5 separate regions of the Mus musculus genome follow, and all the other regions are linked to region 1. Evidence: chromatin contacts called from public HiChIP or PLAC-seq and promoter capture Hi-C data. All regions are on one chromosome and are shown on one strand. The core of a region is the stretch at or near the end of the contact, and the rest is flanking DNA. Distances in the headings are between cores, read along the strand shown. Region 1 holds the start of Ubac2 (ubiquitin associated domain containing 2). Region 2 overlaps Pcca (propionyl-Coenzyme A carboxylase, alpha polypeptide). Region 3 overlaps Pcca (propionyl-Coenzyme A carboxylase, alpha polypeptide). Region 4 overlaps Pcca (propionyl-Coenzyme A carboxylase, alpha polypeptide). Region 5 overlaps Pcca (propionyl-Coenzyme A carboxylase, alpha polypeptide).

What was found. Promoter capture Hi-C pulls out the DNA fragments that hold promoters and counts their contacts. HiChIP or PLAC-seq counts read pairs in DNA pulled down with a chosen protein or histone mark.
Region 2: a promoter capture Hi-C map of liver shows a contact between it and region 1, with 3 times the contacts expected there. The contact joins the enhancer-like site here to the promoter of Ubac2 in region 1. A contact is called at or near these places in 9 of 39 promoter capture datasets (the 3T3-L1 cell line, 3T3-L1-derived adipocytes, the C10 cell line and 5 more), 3 of 15 datasets of contacts at CTCF or cohesin (embryonic stem cells, large pre-B cells and pro-B cells), 5 of 484 Hi-C or Micro-C datasets (B cells, CD4 T cells and the G1E-ER4 cell line), 2 of 115 datasets of contacts at active chromatin or transcription factors (acute myeloid leukemia and astrocytes) and 1 of 9 other capture datasets (embryonic stem cells).
Region 3: a contact with region 1 is called in an H3K27ac HiChIP or PLAC-seq map of T-cell acute lymphoblastic leukemia, with 2.8 times the contacts expected there. The contact joins the enhancer-like site here to the promoter of Ubac2 in region 1. A contact is called at or near these places in 1 of 39 promoter capture datasets (the C10 cell line), 3 of 115 datasets of contacts at active chromatin or transcription factors (T-cell acute lymphoblastic leukemia, astrocytes and large pre-B cells) and 1 of 9 other capture datasets (adipose tissue).
Region 4: a promoter capture Hi-C map of pre-B cells shows a contact between it and region 1, with 4 times the contacts expected there. The contact joins the enhancer-like site here to the promoter of Ubac2 in region 1. A contact is called at or near these places in 19 of 39 promoter capture datasets (the 3T3-L1 cell line, 3T3-L1-derived adipocytes, the C10 cell line and 12 more) and 1 of 9 other capture datasets (embryonic stem cells).
Region 5: a contact with region 1 is called in a promoter capture Hi-C map of liver, with 2.1 times the contacts expected there. The contact joins the enhancer-like site here to the promoter of Ubac2 in region 1. A contact is called at or near these places in 4 of 39 promoter capture datasets (the C10 cell line, the HPC-7 cell line, liver and 1 more) and 2 of 9 other capture datasets (embryonic stem cells and liver).

Annotation. Positions count from the first base shown.
Region 1 is chr14:121,876,420-121,880,171 of GRCm38.p6, forward strand. It overlaps Ubac2 (ubiquitin associated domain containing 2), which reads left to right and starts at 2,187. Exons shown (of 9, transcript NM_026861.2): 1 at 2,187-2,355. The coding sequence starts at 2,325. 1810041H14Rik (RIKEN cDNA 1810041H14 gene) reads right to left here and starts at 2,989. Exons shown (of 2, transcript NR_130999.1): 1 at 2,789-2,989; 2 at 440-592.
Region 2 is chr14:122,875,170-122,878,921 of GRCm38.p6, forward strand. Pcca (propionyl-Coenzyme A carboxylase, alpha polypeptide) reads left to right here. Exons shown (of 24, transcript NM_144844.2): 22 at 1,595-1,735. Among named protein-coding and RNA genes, the nearest start is that of Gm46488, 34 kb to the right of the region's middle. Within about 2 kb of position 1,687, at least 23 of the 459 cell types and tissues checked have an H3K27ac peak or open chromatin away from gene starts, as enhancers often do. A contact at or near this core is called in liver, where this site is marked.
Region 3 is chr14:122,850,514-122,854,265 of GRCm38.p6, forward strand. The region is part of intron 21 of Pcca (propionyl-Coenzyme A carboxylase, alpha polypeptide); the gene reads left to right. Among named protein-coding and RNA genes, the nearest start is that of Gm46488, 58 kb to the right of the region's middle. Within about 2 kb of position 2,173, at least 45 of the 459 cell types and tissues checked have an H3K27ac peak or open chromatin away from gene starts, as enhancers often do. A contact at or near this core is called in T-cell acute lymphoblastic leukemia, where this site is marked.
Region 4 is chr14:122,636,610-122,640,361 of GRCm38.p6, forward strand. It overlaps Pcca (propionyl-Coenzyme A carboxylase, alpha polypeptide), which reads left to right. Exons shown (of 24, transcript NM_144844.2): 8 at 1,772-1,808. Among named protein-coding and RNA genes, the nearest start is that of Gm46487, 8.0 kb to the left of the region's middle. Within about 2 kb of position 1,757, at least 18 of the 459 cell types and tissues checked have an H3K27ac peak or open chromatin away from gene starts, as enhancers often do. A contact at or near this core is called in pre-B cells, where this site is marked.
Region 5 is chr14:122,550,482-122,554,233 of GRCm38.p6, forward strand. All of the region lies in intron 1 of Pcca (propionyl-Coenzyme A carboxylase, alpha polypeptide), which reads left to right. Among named protein-coding and RNA genes, the nearest start is that of Pcca, 18 kb to the left of the region's middle. Within about 2 kb of position 1,655, at least 4 of the 459 cell types and tissues checked have an H3K27ac peak or open chromatin away from gene starts, as enhancers often do. A contact at or near this core is called in liver, where this site is marked.

The DNA.
Region 1 (3,752 bases), core at 937-3,436:
TTTCAGAGGATCTGGTGTCCTCTGCTGGTCTCCTTTGACACTAGGCACACACATGGTGCACCTACATACATACAAGCAGACCCTCATACATGTTAAATAAAAATGAGCCTTTTAAAAAAACATTAGGAATACTGTTCTAAGCCACTGTCTTCCAAACTAGCCTTTATCTACTACAGATAGGAACTGTGAAGAAATCTCTGAGAATGATTAAACGCTGAAAATGTTAAAATTCTTCAATATTAACCCTGCGTGCAACTTAATCCCTTCGCTTAACACTTCTGACATAGGTAAAATATATATCTAAGTTGTCCCATATTTTGGTATCACTACTTTTTTATTATAAAAACAAAATTATGTACACTTGTTACAGAGTAAATATTTTAAAACAACAGAATGGGAAATGCTTTATTTCAGGTGCAGAACAAGACGATCAAGCCTCTTTTCACAAAATAATCTTTAATTCAAGGAGCTAATGGGTTCTCAGTAAGATTTTTGGTGACTTGGGTTGTCAGTGACTTGCACACTGGCTGTTGCTACTTCTTGGTGTTTATAAATCCAGGTGACCAGAACTGCTGCACTGATGTTCACGATACTGGAAGAGGAAAAAAAAAAGTGTTTCCTGTGGAATAATTTTCAAGAGTTTCAAGTTTTGACCACTTCATTTTTGGTATATTTCCACTCAAGTGTTTTCATTTCCTATGAGCCCTGAATTTGTGACGATTGAGTTTTCATGTTGATATCAGTCAGTATGTGCAACTGCTACAAAACTTCTGACTACTGTTCATCTCACAGCTTTCTATCTTTTCAGATTTCAGATCTTCCAAACATACTAATGTTCAACGGAATGAGGAATTTACTTCATTTCTTCCTCTCTAACCCTGATTAGATAATAACCTTTTATAGTTTATATTAGTTTACCATAAGTGGTTACTATCTATAATATATAGGACTTAAGTAGACAGGATTAAATTTCAAAACAGTAATTTAAGAGACATAATGTGACTTTGAAGCTTTCCTTAAATCTACACTATCCCCCTCGTTTCTATGTATTTAACCACTATAGGGCCATTTCTTAGATGAATCAGGCAAAAATGTCCAAATTCAACCATTCAGTTTTGACACCGGGTACTTTCCTAGGCAAACCATTTTAAGGAAGAATGCTTTTAATGCCTGGCTCAATACCCTGTGGGGATTCCCTGCGCACTTCTCTCTTTTTAGTTTGTTGTGATGTTTTGGATGAAGTATATGAAGAAAAGCTCACCCAGAGTAGGTCTGGAATTAGAAAAGCAAGCACTTAGATTAAATGGCATTTTTCCCTCCATAAAATGTCAAAGTTTAAATGGTGGCTTCTAGATTACTTGCAACTGGGGATCTGCCTTAACACGCACTTGGTCGTCCTGCAGTTCCAGTTGGTTTATCAGGCGCTGGTTAATTGGAAAACCTTACTACTCATGGATGAAAAAGAACGGGAAAGGAAAAATACACGTTTTAGCATTACTACAAAAATCGGCCGGGTCTTCTGAACACCCTTCAGTGCTCCCAGGGACCCCATAGTTTGAGAACCAGTCTTAAGTGGGCTACAGATTTTGTGGGAATCAGCTTCTGCGAAGATCATAAGGAAATAATTTTCCTGCGAAATAACTCAACTGGATGAACATACAGTCCCCCCCCCCCCCCCCAAGCCCTGGCTGTCCTGGAACTCACTCTCTAAGACCTGGCTGGCCTCGAACTCAACCTCCCAAGTGCTGGGATTAAAGGCGTGCGCCACCACTGCCCGGAACAGAAAGCTAAGTGTATTTTTAAAACTTTTTCTTCTACTAGCCGTCTTGTCCACCCTCACCCCAGCAACCCCAGGTGCTTGGTGGGTCACCGGAAGCAGACTGTTCACTGAGCGCCAAGGCCCACACGGAAGTACTGAGCATGCGTGGGACTCGCGGCCGTCTCGCCCAGTGAAAGGTCAGAGGTCTCGAGAAAGGCCTGGTGTTCTGTGGCGGAAGAACCGGCTCGCTCACGGCGCTTCACGCCGTAAGGTTCTGTACTGGGAATTCTGGCATGCGCCAAACCCGCCCCGAACTACCGGAAGCAGCTACCATCCGGCTCGCCCGCACCTACGCACTTCCTCTCTGGGAAGGAAGGGGCGGGCTCTGGCCGAGTGTGCACGCCCCACGGGCTGCGCATGCGCCTTCTTCCTGGCGGCTCCGGAGCGCCTCGCCGGGCCGACTTCGCTCGCTGGTTGACAGTGCGCCTGCGCGGTCGCTGGGGGCTCTCCACCTCTGCCTCCCCTCCCCCTGACGCCCCGCGGGGGCTCCGGGCCCGGCGGGACCATGTTCACCAGCACCGGCTCCAGTGGGCTTTGTGAGTACCGGTTCCCTCATCCTTGGGCCGCCCTTCGCTCCATTCCGAGCTCTTCCCGGACCCGGCTCGGGGCAGCGGGGGACTCGGGGTTGCAGGAGGCTGGGGGCCCCTTGCCTCCCGCGCCCGAGCCTTGTCAGTTCTTGCTCTTAGGGGGCAGCGGGCGCCGCACCCACCATAGCCCCGAGGGCCGAGGGGGTGCCACGTCCATTCCGCTCCCGGCGTCTCCCACAAGGTGCGCAGCAGCTCCTGCCCTGCTGCAGGTGGGCTGGGCAGTTAGGGTCCAGCCGGGTGCCCCGCTCATCTCGTGGCCCGGGCCCACGCACGCACTTGGCGACTCGAGTGCGGGGCTGGAAGATGTTCCCGTGGGGGCGACGCTGGAACCCTGCTCGGTTCCCTCTCCCCCTTCATTCATACAGGCTTCTTTGGGACCCACCTGATTCCTGGAACGTGTGAATTTCATCCTCCGCTCCAGAATCTGCCCCCTCAATATTAACTTCCACGTACATCTTACCCGTTGTCCTTGAAGAGTTTTTGCGAGCTGAAAAAGTGAGCGCTTTTCAGTGAAGTTAGGAAGTCACTTGGCAAGAGAATGCAAGCTTTGCTTCTGGATGCCGCTGCACTCTCCAGGAGTGTCTGCGGTGGTCAGCAGGTAGAGGGCGGAGAAGTTTATTCAACCTCCAGGCACCCCCCCCCCCCACGACATTATGTTGAGTTGACTTTAGAGAGTGGACTCTTAACTAAACAGTGTTGAGATTAGGCATTGATACACTAACAGCAAACTGTTTGAACAAGCCGCAGTTCGCAGTTTCTTTCTCTGTCGGTATTTCCCATCTCTGCGTGTGAAGTTAATGTTGCTAGAGCACAGAAGTGCCTGGCATCTCCAGATGGTACATTCTGTTGTGAACGTCATGAGCCTTTCAAAGAACACTCCTGTTACATAGTCTGAGAGCTGACTGTCAGAGCCAGCGACATAATTTAAAGTCGTCCTCACCTCTCACCGTAATCTCAGGCTTTGAAGTAGGTTTAATGTTGTTTATGATCTCCATATTTAGTACCTAATTTAAGTTATGGAAACGTTGACGTATTGGCCCCAGAATCCATCAGAACTACTAGTGAGTTGGTCTTCAAACTACTGTTTGGATGAATAAGGTAGTGTGGCTTTCCTAGGGTTACACTATGTGGGTGGATCTGTCAACAGCAGATTTCTTCGATTTTAGTTGTTCTCAGCATCTTGAGGCACCCTTTTGTACCAAACATGTAAAAGTTAAAAAGTGACAGTCTGGGGACATGGCTCAGTGGTTATGAAGCTTGTCCTGCAGGCATGAATATCTGAGTTCTAATTCTCAATACCCATGTAAAAGCTAAGGCATGCAGTGTGTGTCTATAACTCACCAGTG
Region 2 (3,752 bases), core at 437-2,936, 1.0 Mb after region 1:
GTCACGTAGTAGTGACACCCTAGTGATGCTGCTAGAAATGAAACCCGCCTGATGCACACGTACCTCTAGTGCTGCTGGACTTACTGCCCGGTACACACGAGCCTCTAGTGCTGCCGGACTTTCTGTTCCAAGGGAGATAGAGCACAGATACTAAAACTGTGCAATTTGGCCCAATTATGTCCCCCCTTGGTTCCCAAGGATTTAATGAGGGCCTTGGAAGTACAATTCATGGGTGATGCGTAGTCCCTCTGCCCAGGGTGTCGTCAGACTGACAGCAGCCTGCTTTTCCCTTGTCATTTATGACTCAGATGAATTTTAATAGGAGCAAAAAGCTTTTATTTGTGCTGTAATTTCACTTAAGGATCATATCCTTCAGGAACTGGCAGACATTTCTATGTCTTGATTGCAAAACACACACTCAGGAGTAAAGAAACACCCAGAAGATGTTATTATTCAACCTGTCACAGTGTCGAAAATCTGCTTGGAACCTAGGCTATCAAAGCTCTTCTGTGGGGCCTCCCCCACCTGCTTTAAATAGGCCCTGTAAAGAGCCACTTGGAGAGTGCCACTGTCCCCAGGCAGAATCAAAGTGGGAATCAGATTCTGCCTCGGCCTCCCTGCCAGCATGATGCCCACAGGAGGCTTTGAGTTACAGCAGCTTTCCTCCAACAAAATGGAGCTGCCCAGTGGGTGCTGCTTCTGTCCTCCCCAGAGAGACCGGATCTGGTGGGAACCAGAAACCAATTCCCTACCTCAAAGCGTTTTATTTTCTGTTTGGGTAGAGCGAATCGTGGTTCATATATTTATCTGGGATGTTTCCTGTCCAGTAGGTATTGTCTGTATTAGAAATGTTAAGATTGACTTGTTGGCCATCCACCTTTGCTATGCCATGAAAACTGATGTGCCTGGCATTTTCCGTGTTTTACAAATCTTGGTGCTATCATATCTCGGCCCAAAAGATATTCTCATTACATCTTGTCTTTCTACTAGCTGGCTTGTCATATGAGAAAAGGCTACATGGTAATGTGCCTAAAAGGAAAAACATTTTGATGTGAATATAACATTTTATGTCACTGAGAAATATTTGAACGTTAAGGACTTTTCTCTTCTTTTCTCAAAATGAACACTGAAGCCTTTGTCTCTATTTAATAATCTACATGGTGTAGCTGCTTCAGAGGTGTGGGAGGCGTGCGACAGCAATCTGCTGCCATCTACTGGTATGCACTCGGTGTCACTGCCTTTTCCCTGAGGCTGAGGGACTCAAAGGATCTGGTTCCTCTGCTTTGCACTGCTCGATCTCTCACTCACTCGGCAGTGTTCCTCAAGCAAAATCCTTACTGTTTTCCTTTACAAAGTTCTGAGATGGTTTTCTTAAAGATCTGTGATACTTTTTTATATATCACTAATTAATCATGAGTAATTCCTTTAAAAAACCTGTCTCCGTTATGAATAATGTTATGTGGAGGGTTTTAGAATGTTTGACTTTAAAGGATATTATTGTAATTTTAGTTTAAAGCTAAAAGCAGATTTTGAATAAGTGCTGTTTTAGATGATATTCGTCATTTGACCTCTGTTGTGCTTTTTCTCTTTCAAGTACAAAGTGCACATTTTAACCAAGCTTGCTGCAGAGCTGAACAAATTCATGCTTGAAAAAGTGCCCAAGGACACCAGCAGCACTCTGTGCTCCCCGATGCCTGGAGTGGTGGTGGCCGTTTCTGTCAAGCCTGGAGACATGGTAAGAGTACTTCTGTGTGAGGGATATGCTGGGCTCAGACTTCCCCTACAGAACAATGGCACCGACAGGAGCACGCTCCCAGTGGCCTCTTCTAACCCACAGGACGCTCATGGTACAGGTGTGCATTCACTCTGTATACCTACTTCACATCTGAGTTGTGTGGGTGACAGTGCCTCCTCCCAACTTGTGTGTGTGTAGGGGTGGGGGTGTAGGGGCGTGGAATAGAAATGAGGACAGACATTCTCTTCTTTCTCAAATTTGTAAAATTTACATTTACTTTGCATTGTTCCTTATTCCCTGGCCCTCTAGATATGAAGCATGCTTGAGGAATTCATGCCAGAACATATTAACCCTGACAGGGGTTTCTAGTTGCAGGATTTCTGAACTAAATGTCTAACTGGGGAGGAAAATTAAGGAAGCCTTAATCCTATAATCTGTTCAAAATCAGCCCACTGTTGTAAGGTGGAAAGTGAAATTCATAACTGGAAGCTTTATTCTTGACTTTTTAATAGCAGAGCTATATTATATCCCTTATCTGCTCAGTCCCATAACTTGCTGTGGACAAATGTGTAGGATACATACATCTTTCTTTTTCTTTTTCTCTTTCTCTTTCTTTTTCTTCAATCAGCTGCTTAGAAGCAAAAGTAAAAAATGGTTGAAAATGCAACTGGGAGATTCCCAGAGGCCCTTAAGTACTTGTGGAACCACTTTCATGGGCTATGTGCTAATTCTACTGTGAATCTGACTGAAGCCACTGGACTTTGCCTAATTTTCTATAATCATTATGTTGAGATAGCACCTGATTTTTTTTTTTATTAATACAGATAGAGCATCATGTTAACACTTAGAAAAATCCATGGAGGGGACATTGGCTTCTAGAAAAATACAGAATAAGAATGATCAAGTTGGATTGTTCATTAGTTCCCAATTAACATTCAACTGGGAAACTGACTTAAAAATATCTTCCCCTGGTGATACAGGAGAGCTATCTACTTTTGTAGAAAACACAAAGGGCCAGGTAGTTCTGCCTAGCTGCTTTCACGGATGTTCCTGCAGACAGCAGTACCTGAGGTCAGCGGTAGGCGATGGTGGGAGAGGTGAGGTGTGAAAGTTAGAGGCTGACTTGTGCAGTGCTGCAGAGCTCCCAGGGTTTTCATACAGGATTGGGGGGTGGAAATGGGCTCTTCACTGGTTTTGGCATTAACAGGCACAAATGCACATTGTATTATCAGATATTATCAGAGCAGTCAGTGAAATCTTGTATCTAAATGTGCAGGCTAGTGAGCAGTGAAGTTTTTTTTTTTTTTCTTTTTCTTTTTCCTTTTTCGCTTTTTGTTGTTGTGGTTGTGGTTACCTCTACCCTCTGGGGTTTTCTTTCTTTCTTCTTGTTTGTTTGTTTTGTTTTTCTGGAAGCCACCCAGTCTATATACTGCCAGCCCCAGCTTGCCAGTTCTAATTGTGGCTATAATTAGAGCATCACATTTGTGCTTTTTTGTCCTCATAAGAGGGTATTTACCTTCAATCCTAGTTTTCTGACATCTAAGACCAAGATGGGCAGAAGGTGTGGGTCAGCTCTTGCCTGGGAGGCTGCCCCCATTTGCTCCATCCTAGCTCTATTTACCCACTTATGATTGCTTAACTGGTAAGCAAGGCAGTGCAAGTGCAGCCTTCTTACCTCTTAATAAATACAGTCTTCTGGCATTATTGTTGCCCTTCCTACTTTTCATTATGTGGTCAGCAAGTTTGCTTGGGAAAAGCCAGTGATCAACAAGAGCCTAAACCCAGTCTTGCTTGGCAGGGAGCTCTCAGATTAAAAGCACCCATTATCAATTCAGTGTGGGTATTGGAGAATGGCTGCAGAATGTGTACAGAGAACAGGGCCTGCTGTAAGTACTCCTGAAGCCAGAGTTCCTGGCTTCACACTCACCTTCTTTATGAACGCTGTGTGTCTGTGCATGTGGCTGGCTGGTCAGGTGCAACACACATCTTTTTATTCCTGGAAGAACTTCCTTTCATA
Region 3 (3,752 bases), core at 923-3,422, 970 kb after region 1:
CAGGGGTGAAAAAGGCATCTTTGACTTTTATAATTTTTAGTCCATCATTAAAAGCATGACTTGCTCTATGATCTGAAGAGACGCCATCTAAGTCTCTATATTAGGAACAAAAGTGAAGCTTCCAGGGAAAAAAAAGAGGGGATGGGGGAGAGCTTAATCTGCATCAGGCCTTTGATGTATTTCTAGATTTTAAGAAGCTTCCTGCCGTTCCTGGCCACTCTGAAAAGGCTTCAGCCATGTGCTGTCCAGGCTCTGGCTCTATCCATCAGCACACTCTTTGTTGGACTGCCTTCCAGCCTCAGTGATGCCTGCCATCATACCTAACCTGTTAACCACACAAGCTGGCTCACTGGGACTTTTGTTCTCATTGCGTATTTCCCACCTAAAGACTGTGAAGTTAATGATGGATTTGAAGAAATTAGCTGTCAGCCTGTGAGTTTTCTTTTGAACTGTTATTGGTCCATCCACAGCATCTTATTGAGAAGTATTAGATGATTGCTGAAACCAATCTTAGCCCTGAGTCATGAATTGGAAAATATTGGAGATAATTTTGTTTTGCTTTGTTTTGTTTTGTTTATCAAGGCAGGGTTTCTGTGTAGCCCTGGCTGTCGTAGAACTCACTTCAATTTAGAGTAGACTGGCTTCAAACTCAGAGAGCTGCCTGCCTCTGCCTCACAAGAGCTGGGATTAAAGGTGTGCAACATCACACCCAGCTGATTAATCCCAGCTGATAATTTGTTTTTAATTTAAAAAATGAAGACATATATTCTTGATTGTTTGACATTTAAGATATGCTTTTTCATTGTGTATGGATGCGTGTGTGTGTGTGTGTGTGTGTGTGTGTGTGTGTGCACTTACGTGCATATTCATATGCAGATGCATACCTTCACAGAAGCCAGAGGTCAAAATCAGTGTGTTCCTCCATCATTCTTCTGTTTATTCATTTATTTTTTGAGACAGGATCTCTCTCACTGAACCTGGTAGTATTGATTGGCTAGACTAGTGAACCAGCAAGTCCCATGGGTTCTCCTGCCTCTACCTCCCTGACCCTGGAATTATAGGCATTACAACACCAACTTTTTGGTGGATGTCCCAGGGAATTCATACTCAAGTCACCATGCTTGACAGCAGGATTCTATTCCCTGAGCATCTCCACGGCCCTTATTTCATTTCTTTTTCCATAGCTCTGTGATGTGAAGGTGTGCCAAACTGTGACAGAACAGCAGGGGATATGCACATCTCCTGTACTGTAGGGAATCTCTGAGCTAGGTCTTGCTGCTTTTTCCATCTTGGGACATGAGTCCAAGAATGCTGTAGCACTTTGTGTCAGTGGGTTTCCTAGATAAAGAACAACAATATGGGTCTCAGTTTCACAAATAAAATCCAAGAGGAAAAGGAAGTAATTGATTAGCAGTGGTCACTGTGCTGAGGAGGATAACCTGCCTTCAAAGACTTATGTTTTGAACTTCATAGTATGTTTAAGAAATAGTTTACTTCAAAGGCCCTCACCACAAGAAAATGGGCTGTTTTCCTGCTATTCTTGTTCCCTGGCTCAGTATTACTATAAGTAGCTCATATCCGGCTCTGTGGTCTCAGGTGGCCATTGTGTTTATGATCCTCAGGCTGAAATGGCAAGAACTCTGGCCCTATTTTAAGTCAGTAGCAAATTCACACTGTTTGACATGAGTCGACTGAGGTTCTCACGAAACACTTGACTCTCTGACCCATGTTAAGGAAAATGCTTAGATACATAGGGATTATGGCCTCCCAAAATAAAAAACTAAATTTACCAAGCCAGGCTTAGACAGACTCACCTAGTGTACCTGCCGTCTTGATGCATTGTGATAACTTCTGCACTGCCACTCTAAATTTCCAAACAATGTGCTCAGAGATTAAAAACCTGACTGGGTTACCAAGACCTCATTGGAAGTGTTTGAACTTGCCCTTTCTTGTATGTGGGTGTATCTGCATATGTAGAGTTTTCTAAGATGCCACTCTTACTATTGGTGACCTCTACATAGTTCCAAATTTACAGACAGGAGTGGGAAATGACTTCCACTGAAATTGTTCACACATGGGCTGTTTCCATCTGAGGCAGCTCCCAAGTGATTCTGTGGGGAGCCCTTCAGAGAGGCCCAGTGTTCAGCGCTCTGCCTACTTAGGCTTGGTGGCACTGCGTTTCCTTCCTGCCTATCTGATGCATTCTTTGATTAGATCTAGGTTTGTTCTGAGAAATGCAGGCCTGTGGTGATTTCAGTTTCACACTGAATTCTCCCCTCATTCTTCCCCTCCTGTCCTCCCTTTCTCTTTCCTGTCTCACAGTGGAAGCAGAGGGAGTGAGGACTGAAAGACAGTGAGTGGTGTGGTGTGTTCAGAAGGGAAACACCAGCCACTCATGGCTTTCTCGACAGCAGTAAGGTCATGGGGCCTGGTGCCGTGTGTCTGTCTGTCCGTCCACATCAGACACTTTACTTCAAGCACTGGCCACACAGCAATCTTTTACTCTTGCACTCCTTGCCATCTCTTGTATTTACTGTACTAACTTGCTTTGGCAGCACTCGTGACAAGACAGGGCACTTCCTAAATTTCTAGTTAGGTCTTCTGAGATCTATCCCGTATTTGAACCGAGCTGACAGCCACATGCAGACTGGCTGCCTGAGTAAAGTTCAAATACTTCATAGGTCAGGGCCTTCGGGGGAGCCAATCCATAGAGATGACCCATGGTAGGAGTTACAAGAGTTAGCACTCCTCTTCCATCTATGCTTACAATGCTAAGGATTCTTAAGGAATTGTTTTGTTTATATCATTTGCAAGAAATTCATTCACATTTTCTAAACATACTGTCAGGATATACCTTTAGGAAAGACTGGTCACCCAAGCCCTTAGGAAGGCATTACAGATGGATACATGTTGTTGTGTCCATGGCCACTGTTTAGATCATGCTCTCCCTGCAACCATTCCTTCTGTCATTCCCAAGAGGGGAGTCTGATTGTCCCTCTCCGTTTTTTCTCACCTAGATGTTGAGGGATCACTGGAAAGTCTAGGGTTTGCTGTCCTCAAGTTCAGTTAGCTAATAGCAGAGGTAGGAAGCAAAGCTCGTATACATATGCATACTGCCTTCTCAGAGGGCTCCACGTGGAAAATACTGGGACCAAAGCCTATTGTGGCAAAAGACTGTATACTCCTCACAGTGTTTCCATTCAGTCCATAGACAGCAGGGTTTTCATAAAGAACCGGGGGAGTTCCATGTAACAGAACAACATCTGCAAGCCATTGAGATTGTGATCAGTAAATTACCATGGAAGGATGCAATATGGACCTGAATTGTGACATGAAATTAAGGCTGGGGTGACATATATAGGATACTGCACATGCAGGCACACACACACAGAATGCTGAACCTAGGATACTAAACTTAGAGTGAAAATCCTTCATGCTCCTGTGTTGATCATCTGGTCTTTTTGGAATGGGCAGACATTAGGCATGCATCCTATAACCTGCTAGAAAAATATATAAACATATTAAACAAATGAGTTATGTTGCCTAAATTATCTGAAATAGAAAATATTCACAAATGAGAAAAGGAATGAAAGTAAGGTAGAAGCCTCAGCAACGCTGATAACTTATCTGTGCAGTAGAAGCAATTAAGGACCTGAGGATGTAACTTTACAGAGCTAGTAATCATCAGTAAAGTGCCCAAAGAAGTAGCTTCTGTTGCTTTAATTGAGTGGACCTCCAGATTGGAGATATCA
Region 4 (3,752 bases), core at 507-3,006, 760 kb after region 1:
CTTCCCTGGGCCCCAGACTTTGTAGGTTGTAGTTGAATTTCTTTGAGACGTCTTTGGCAAACACACCCTTCCACATTGAATGAAATGTTAAAAGTTTCCTTCTAGCTGATTATAACCGGGTCCTCACCAGTCCTCACTCTTCCTGTATGTTGTTCAAGAGGCACTAATTGTTCGATTTGGCAGGTTTAACACTTCCTGACAGAGGCTATTAAAGGCAAGTATTCTCCAATAACTGTCACCGGCTGGAACAAAGAGCCTTCCAACTCAATGTGTGGAAGCCATGACATTCTTAAATGACCCGTTTCATAGATTTTTTTTAAAATTTTATCTTTTTAAACTAAAATTTGGAGATGCAGGGTTGGTGCAAGCATCAAGGTATAGAAAGCGAGTAAAGCTTGATTTTGGGGCAGGGAGCAAGACAGAGCTTTATCTCTGACTTGAAAACAATTGTTATTTGGAAAATCTCATTAGCAGATGTGACTGCTTGGAGTAAAAAAAGACTTAAAACTGGTGTCGCTTTCAGGATTGCTTTGAACTTAACAAGCACCTATTTGTGGAGCAGACTGGCTAATGAAAGGAAATTAAATTTTTCTGACAACTTCCCGTTCCAGCCTCCTTATTCAGGGATGCTGTTGGGTACTGAAGACTTTTAAGGAAGAATTTCTTTTCTTTTTCTAAAAACTGGACATAAATGAAGCAGTTATTTTCCCCTAGTCCCAGTTTGGGGATTGGGGAGTCTACTGTGATTGCTCTTCATTTTAAATGTAGTAATTTAAGAGCTTTAAAAATGCCAGGCTTCCCTTGAATGCCTTGAAATTGTGGAAAAATTCCTGCATATTTATCAACTGGTGGTTCTAGAACATTGCTGGTGGTGCATATAGTGCCACTGGATTAGAAAAATTAATTGAATTGAGAAAGTGGCTTCAGAGTTCTTGTCATTATGTCGAAAATTTGTGCATAGAGTTTGCACAGTGTATATCAGGTGAATGGCTTTGGCTGGGGCAGTTTGTTGAAGCGGTTTTAAGTGTTACTGCTGACAAATGGCGGGGACGGATGCACTTGTGAGTCGGTAACGCAGGCCTGTCTTGGACCTCAGGGAGGAGTCCTTACCTTGTTCTTCGGAGTTTCACTGAACTTTAATTTATGTGCCTAGTACAACTGTAAAGATAAAATATGTACCTGAAGAATTGGTTAAGAAAATATAATGGAAATCACAAGGTTTCTTCTTTTTTTTCTTTTTCTTTCCTCCCTTCCTTTCTTTCTTCTTTTTTTTCCTTTTTTTTTTAAACAATTGCTAATTCTTACAGATACTGGAAATTTACTTATTTCTAGAAAATTGATAGAGCTCCTCCCAAACAATAGACAATCAACTCCCCCTGCTGACAGAATCTAGGAAAACACAGTGTGTAAATAGACAAGGGGGCTGCAGACAAGCTTTAATGATCTGATTTACAATTCAGTATTGATTGTAAACATCTAAAATCTGCCATTAAATCCCAGCAACTGCACCGAATCATTGGCAATTCTGGTCATGTTTCCTGCCAGCTCATTTCAAACTGCTTTGAGTTTCTTAATATAATAACGACGAAGGAGAATTTACATTCCACTTATGGTATTAATTTTACATTTCTCTGAATGAAAAGGGTTAGAAGGTTGTAAAATTGAACATTAAATGAATCAGAGGAGACAGTAGTGCAATATATGACTGCCCTAAAGACATTGTGCAATGTCTCATGGGATTAATGTTGAGTCTCATTTCCTGCCTTTACAGGATGCAGATGAAGCTGTCAGAATTGCAAGGGAAATTGGTAAGTCCTTAAATTAACTTTGGTAGTGTTTCTGTGTCTTTCAGCAGATACGGTTGAGCAAACGTGTAATAAGTAATTCCCATAGAGCAAATAATATTTTAATAGTTTTTGGTTTCTATTACTTGTGGCTCTAGAATTTATCAGTTGAATTACCATATTCTCTTATTAAAGTAGGACTTGTAGTCACTTGATCTTAGTTTGGTTCTTTTATAAGATGAACTCACTAGCTAATTAAAACGAATAATTGTCTGAAGAGTCTTGAGGATTGGACACAGTTTGTATTTAGTTGTGTGTGAGCACTCGGCTGTGGTCTGTTGTAATGTGAAGGACACAGCACACAGGATTCAAATGAAGGTGCCCTTGACAAGCTTGTTCAAGTTCTTACCTTTTTCTAAAATGGAAAATATCAACTTAATAGCTTTGCTAGGAAAGAAAGATGCAGTAGAAAGTGGGAGGTGAGAGCTGGATAGGCTAAGCAAGTGAATATATATATATATATGAAGTTTCAAGTATATTCCTCTTGCTCATGAACACAGTTGTCTTCTGTAGTGTCTAAATGGAGAAAATAGGAAAAGAGAACAAAGCTTTGAAACCTATAATTTTGAGTCAGATCAATACATGTGTATACCTATGGAAAGCTGTGGCTAGGCAAGGGCCTCAGACAACACTTTCTGTCAGGCTTACAGCAACATCTTAAAACAATCTGTGCTGCTAGCTACATTGTTTCAGGAAGCCATATACTAATATTTTAGTAGTCCTGTTTTCTCAGTGTGGTTTGTTACTCAGAATTTTTGTCTATGATAGGAGAGCATTTGATTTGGCAAAGTTTGTATATTCCAAAGTGATCATGGACATTAAGATATTCTTGTAAATGAGACAAGCTAGCATAGAGTTCTTTGGTCTGGTGTTCTTGAGCTATCAGCTTCCTCAGCATGCTCTTCTGTGATTGGCTTGTTGTGTACTGCTTCTGTTGGGTATGGCTAAATTATTTTGGTTTTGGTCATTTAAGTCATATTAAGTGTTCTTTGTTGTTTGTTTTGAAAAACTGCCTTGGATATAAGGCCAGTACATATAAGATACTATTTTATCTGTCGAGAACATCTGTATTAATTACTTCCTCAGCGTTGCCAGCATCTTTAGAAGCTTTTCCCTATTGTACTAATTTCACAGTAAGACTTGGTAGGTTATATAATGCTGCTGTCTGTGGGTTAAATCATTGGTCCTTTTATTCCCCATGAAGCACTCAGCAGCTTCTAAGACTGTCCTAAAGTGGTTTAATTTTATTAATACACTTTTAAACTCAAATTGGGCTCTTTTTAGTCATAGCTTAGATATTACCACCTATCCAAGTCATCTATGAGAATATTTTGTAATAAATGATTGTCATATTTGGAGGAATTTTGGAAAGCAGGAGGGCTAGAGTCTACACTAGGATCATGTGCCTGTGACATGCTGTGAATTACACATCTTACACTCAAGAACACTTTCTTTGGTGACACAGTATTCAAGTCTGTGTGTGTGCACATGCGCGTGAGCCCTTTGGTGATGGATCAGGTTTTTCCTACTCTTATTGAGATATCTCACACTTATATTATGGTTTGGATGGCCATTGTAAGTTTACTTAAGGGTTAAAGTAGACCTTGAGTCCATGGGAAAATATATTCCCAAGTGTGAGCAACAGAATTATAAACATATATTTGAACCTATTTTATTTTTTGTTTGTTTTCTTTTGTAGTGTCATTTTCTGGATTTTCTTGTGTGATTTATGTTTCTGTTTCTGTTTTCTTTTTCCTCTTCTGTGTTGCTGGGGAATCAGGATCTAGAGCTTATTTTGCAAGGCCTACACACAGCCACAGAGCTGTGCTCCTCCACTCTGTGCACAGGTTGTTGCCTTTTCCCTCTTTTTTGTGCTATGTGGTAGAAACAAAATCTTTCTGTGCTCTC
Region 5 (3,752 bases), core at 405-2,904, 670 kb after region 1:
CTTCCTTCACCTAGACACGCAGACATGAAGCATCAGCTTGGGCTTCTTTTTTTTTTTTTTTTTAAAGATTTTATTTATTTATTATATATAAGTACACTGTCGCTGTCTTCAGACACTCCAGAAGAGGGAGTCAGATTTTGTTACGGATGGTTGTGAGCCACCATGTGGTTGCTGGGATTTGAACTCCGGACCTTCGGAAGAGCAGTTGGGTGCTCTTACCCACTGAGCCATCTCACCAGCCCCTTGGGCTTCTTTTCTTGGCAGGATCGTCTGTGTCTTTTTGAATTAGTTTGTCTACAGAAGTATTTTATTTTTGTGTCCTGGTCACCTGAGTGGTGCTGTGGGTATGTTACCTGGCTTTGGTCAGGTTAGAACTCATGTGGAAATTGTTCTTTGAGATGATTGCTAGTGGGTTAACTGGTTTTACTCACAGCGAGACACAACCCCAACCCAAAGGTAGGTGCTCGTTTATCAACAAAGGATACTTATTTTCCTGTTTTTTTTCCCCCCAGTGGCTAACTTAGTCTGTCTAAAAGCATGGCCATGTCCTCAGTTTTGGGTTAATTTACTGCATCAGGTCTGACTATGGCTGTGGAACACTATCATTGCTCTCTCTTTGCACGTGAAGACATTTCCTGTGCACTCGAGAGGTGTCAGAGTTGAGATTTGTTCCCCTGTTGGAATCTGAGTCTAGACAAGAGTTGTTTTAATGAGGATTATTACTCTTATGGCCAGCCTTAAGTGGCTTGGTATGCTTTTTTAAGGCCAAAACTGGGCACTTTGAGCTTTTGTAAGATATCTTACCTTTAGGGGCACTTGACAGCCTGTAAAGAGTCATGTGGTCCTTTTAATGAGTCCCTTGGGAACTCGGGAGATATTATGACTTACATTTTAAGAAAGGCCCTTAGGAGTGATTTGTCCCACACCTTACAGTTCTGCAAGAGCAGAGCTGAGCATCAGCCCATGTGTCCCTGATGTTCACAGCTTCATCCATATGCCACGCTGACAAGGACCCTTTTTTTCTGAGGAAGAGAATCAGTGGCAGTATGTTACCTTGTGTTTTCTATTCTTCTTCATTCTTTTTGACTGTGGTAGTTTTCATAGTTGTTTTATGCGCAGTTGTTTAAAAGTTTTTCTCAAAACTTTTATTTTACATGGTACTGAAAGTCAAACACATGGACTTGTGTGTTTGGCAAGCACTTTACCACCGAACTCTGTTGATGCAAAGCTCTTCTTGTCTGAGAGGGAATAAGAGATAGTAGTATTCTAGAGTCAAATATGAGTGAGCATTGAAGTGGAAATTTCTGGTTTCTTTGGAGACTCAGTTATGTCACGTGAAAACTGTCTTATGAGAGGATGCTCTTGCTAAGAACAGGCACGTGTTTTTCTGGAGGCAGCCTGGAAAAAGGGCATGTGATGTTTTGCTATGGCAGATGCTTGAGGGTTCGTGTGTTTGCAAAGGATATAAATATATCCCACTGGACAGTGGACGATGCTGTGTGGTATTGGTACACCTTGCCATTCTTTTCTGGTCATTGTTGGGTTTTGCTGACACCGGTCTTTGCTGACAGTGCTGGATGGTATTGGTACACCTTACCATTCTCTCTTGGTTATCATTTGTCATGACTTCATGGTACTGGTAGTGTTCCAGAAGCTTCTTGGGGCTAATTGGCAGAGCCTTGTGGTTTTTTCTAGGTCAACCTGCCATTGCTGATTTAATGAATGCCATATCCTGACAACACAGATTGGATTTCCTCCAAGGAAATATTTCTAAACAGGTCAACATTCTCCTTTGCTCTGTTAGCCTTTCCTTCCCACTGCCTCTGGTGGGTGGTGGGCTAAAAGGGAGTTTACTTATTAAAAGTAGGTTTGTAAAAATCTAAGCCTACAGACTATGACCTGGGATATAGGGTCAGGTTGCCCCAAGTAACACTGACAGTGGTTACACAAACTTTATTATCACAGAGCAAAAAGTAAATTTGGCATTGGCGAACTACACCTGTGAGGAAATTGGGTGTGTGGGTTAAAGAAAAGTGAAGAAATATCTGCTATAGGTTTCAGATATTATTTGAAGACAATCAGTTTCAGGCTGCGACTGGGATGGGTCTCTAACATAGGCTCTTTCCCTGGGTTGTTCTGTCTCTTGTAATGATGTCTGTGTCTAGTGACTTGATAACTAGGGCTCTCTATGCTTTTTTTCATTCTTGGCTACATTATTGAGAGTTTACATGTCTGCACACTGTCTTCTCTTTGTGTGTATCTGTTTCTTTTTAACCAAGTACTTTTAAGTAATAATAAAACGATTCTAAAACCACTGTGTTCCCTTAGGCACTCTGCTACATTTTCTTCTATTAGTTTATGTGTAACTTGTAGATTTGTATAATTCTTGAACCCCGGTGGAGGTGTTTTAAAGTCTAGTTTTACATTCTTGACCTTTTCTTGAGAGTAAACACATAATATGCTGGTTTGGCTGGCTCAAACATTCTTCAGAGATTAGCTACTTAGAGATTAGAGATTTCTGGACTGTTCTCTTTAGCCAAGTTTAGCCAAGTCCATTGTTCTGGGACCCACAGAGGAGATGCACTTTATTCTGAGAGTTACTTAGCAATGCCACATTTGCAAAGTCACATAAACTCTTTTGCATTTTCTGTTTGTTTACTGTCAGAGTCTCAGCAAGGACATCACTTTCTTAGCGGTCATGTTCAGTCTGAATAAACTGCCTGTTTCGAGTAACTCCTGATAGCAGTCCAGGTCAGTGCTCACCCTCAGGGGAAAGTCAGCTGAGCTCTTATTTTCCAGCTGTGGGCAGAAGTGTTCAAATTGAGTGGTTCGAGGTGAAGAAACAGGGTGAGGCTGAGCTTGGGCTGGCCTTCATGTGCCTTTCAGTCCTCTCCTACGTGTTCAGGTGCGTTCTGCAGAGCTCTACCCCCAAATGCATCATTTTGCCATTGTTGTTGTTGTTTGTATGAATTAATTACGGGGCTTTCGTTTTAATGGAAAGTGTGCATTCAGAACCAAAGCTTGAAGTATCATTGTATTATTTAATCAATTGCTTGGCCACACATGCTTTCTGAATCTCCTCCCTTCCTACCCTTAGCAATAGCCACTCACATGTATCCCACACTAATGCTTTAGGGCTTTAGGGAAAGTGTTATCCCATAACCAGTGCTTAGTAGTAGGGCCATAAGTTGGTTATTCAAATTCTCACAGGAATCATTGTAATGTGTCCATTACTTCACTGATAATTTTTTTCTTTTGCTGTTAATACATTGATTTCAGTGTGTTGTACTTACCTGCTAGAGAATACCCCACTGTATGACTGTATTAAATTTTATTTATCTACTTCAACTGCAACAAATATTTGTTTTTTGTTTTTTTGGTTTTTGTGTGTGTGTGTGTGTGTGTGTGTGTTTTTTTTCTGTCGCAATTTGTGCAGCAATAAAACAGACTGGCGGGCAACTCCCTGGGTCAGCATGCCAGTGCCTCGGGTGTACATGTAAATGCTCAAGAGTAATAGCTGAGTGGTGTGGAATCTAGAAATTCTTTCCTGCTCCAAGGTCTTAAACACCATCCTCTCGGGCAGTTCTTGTACAAGCTTTGCTTGTTGCAAAGACATTGGAACTGATGAGAAAGCATCATCCTCTGCTCCCATTCTCTTAAGTGAAGTAAGCGTGATTTCTGTCATCAGAAATGAACGGTACCAATTAATGTCATTATTTTGTGTGCTTTGGACTGAACCTTGCTCCTCATAA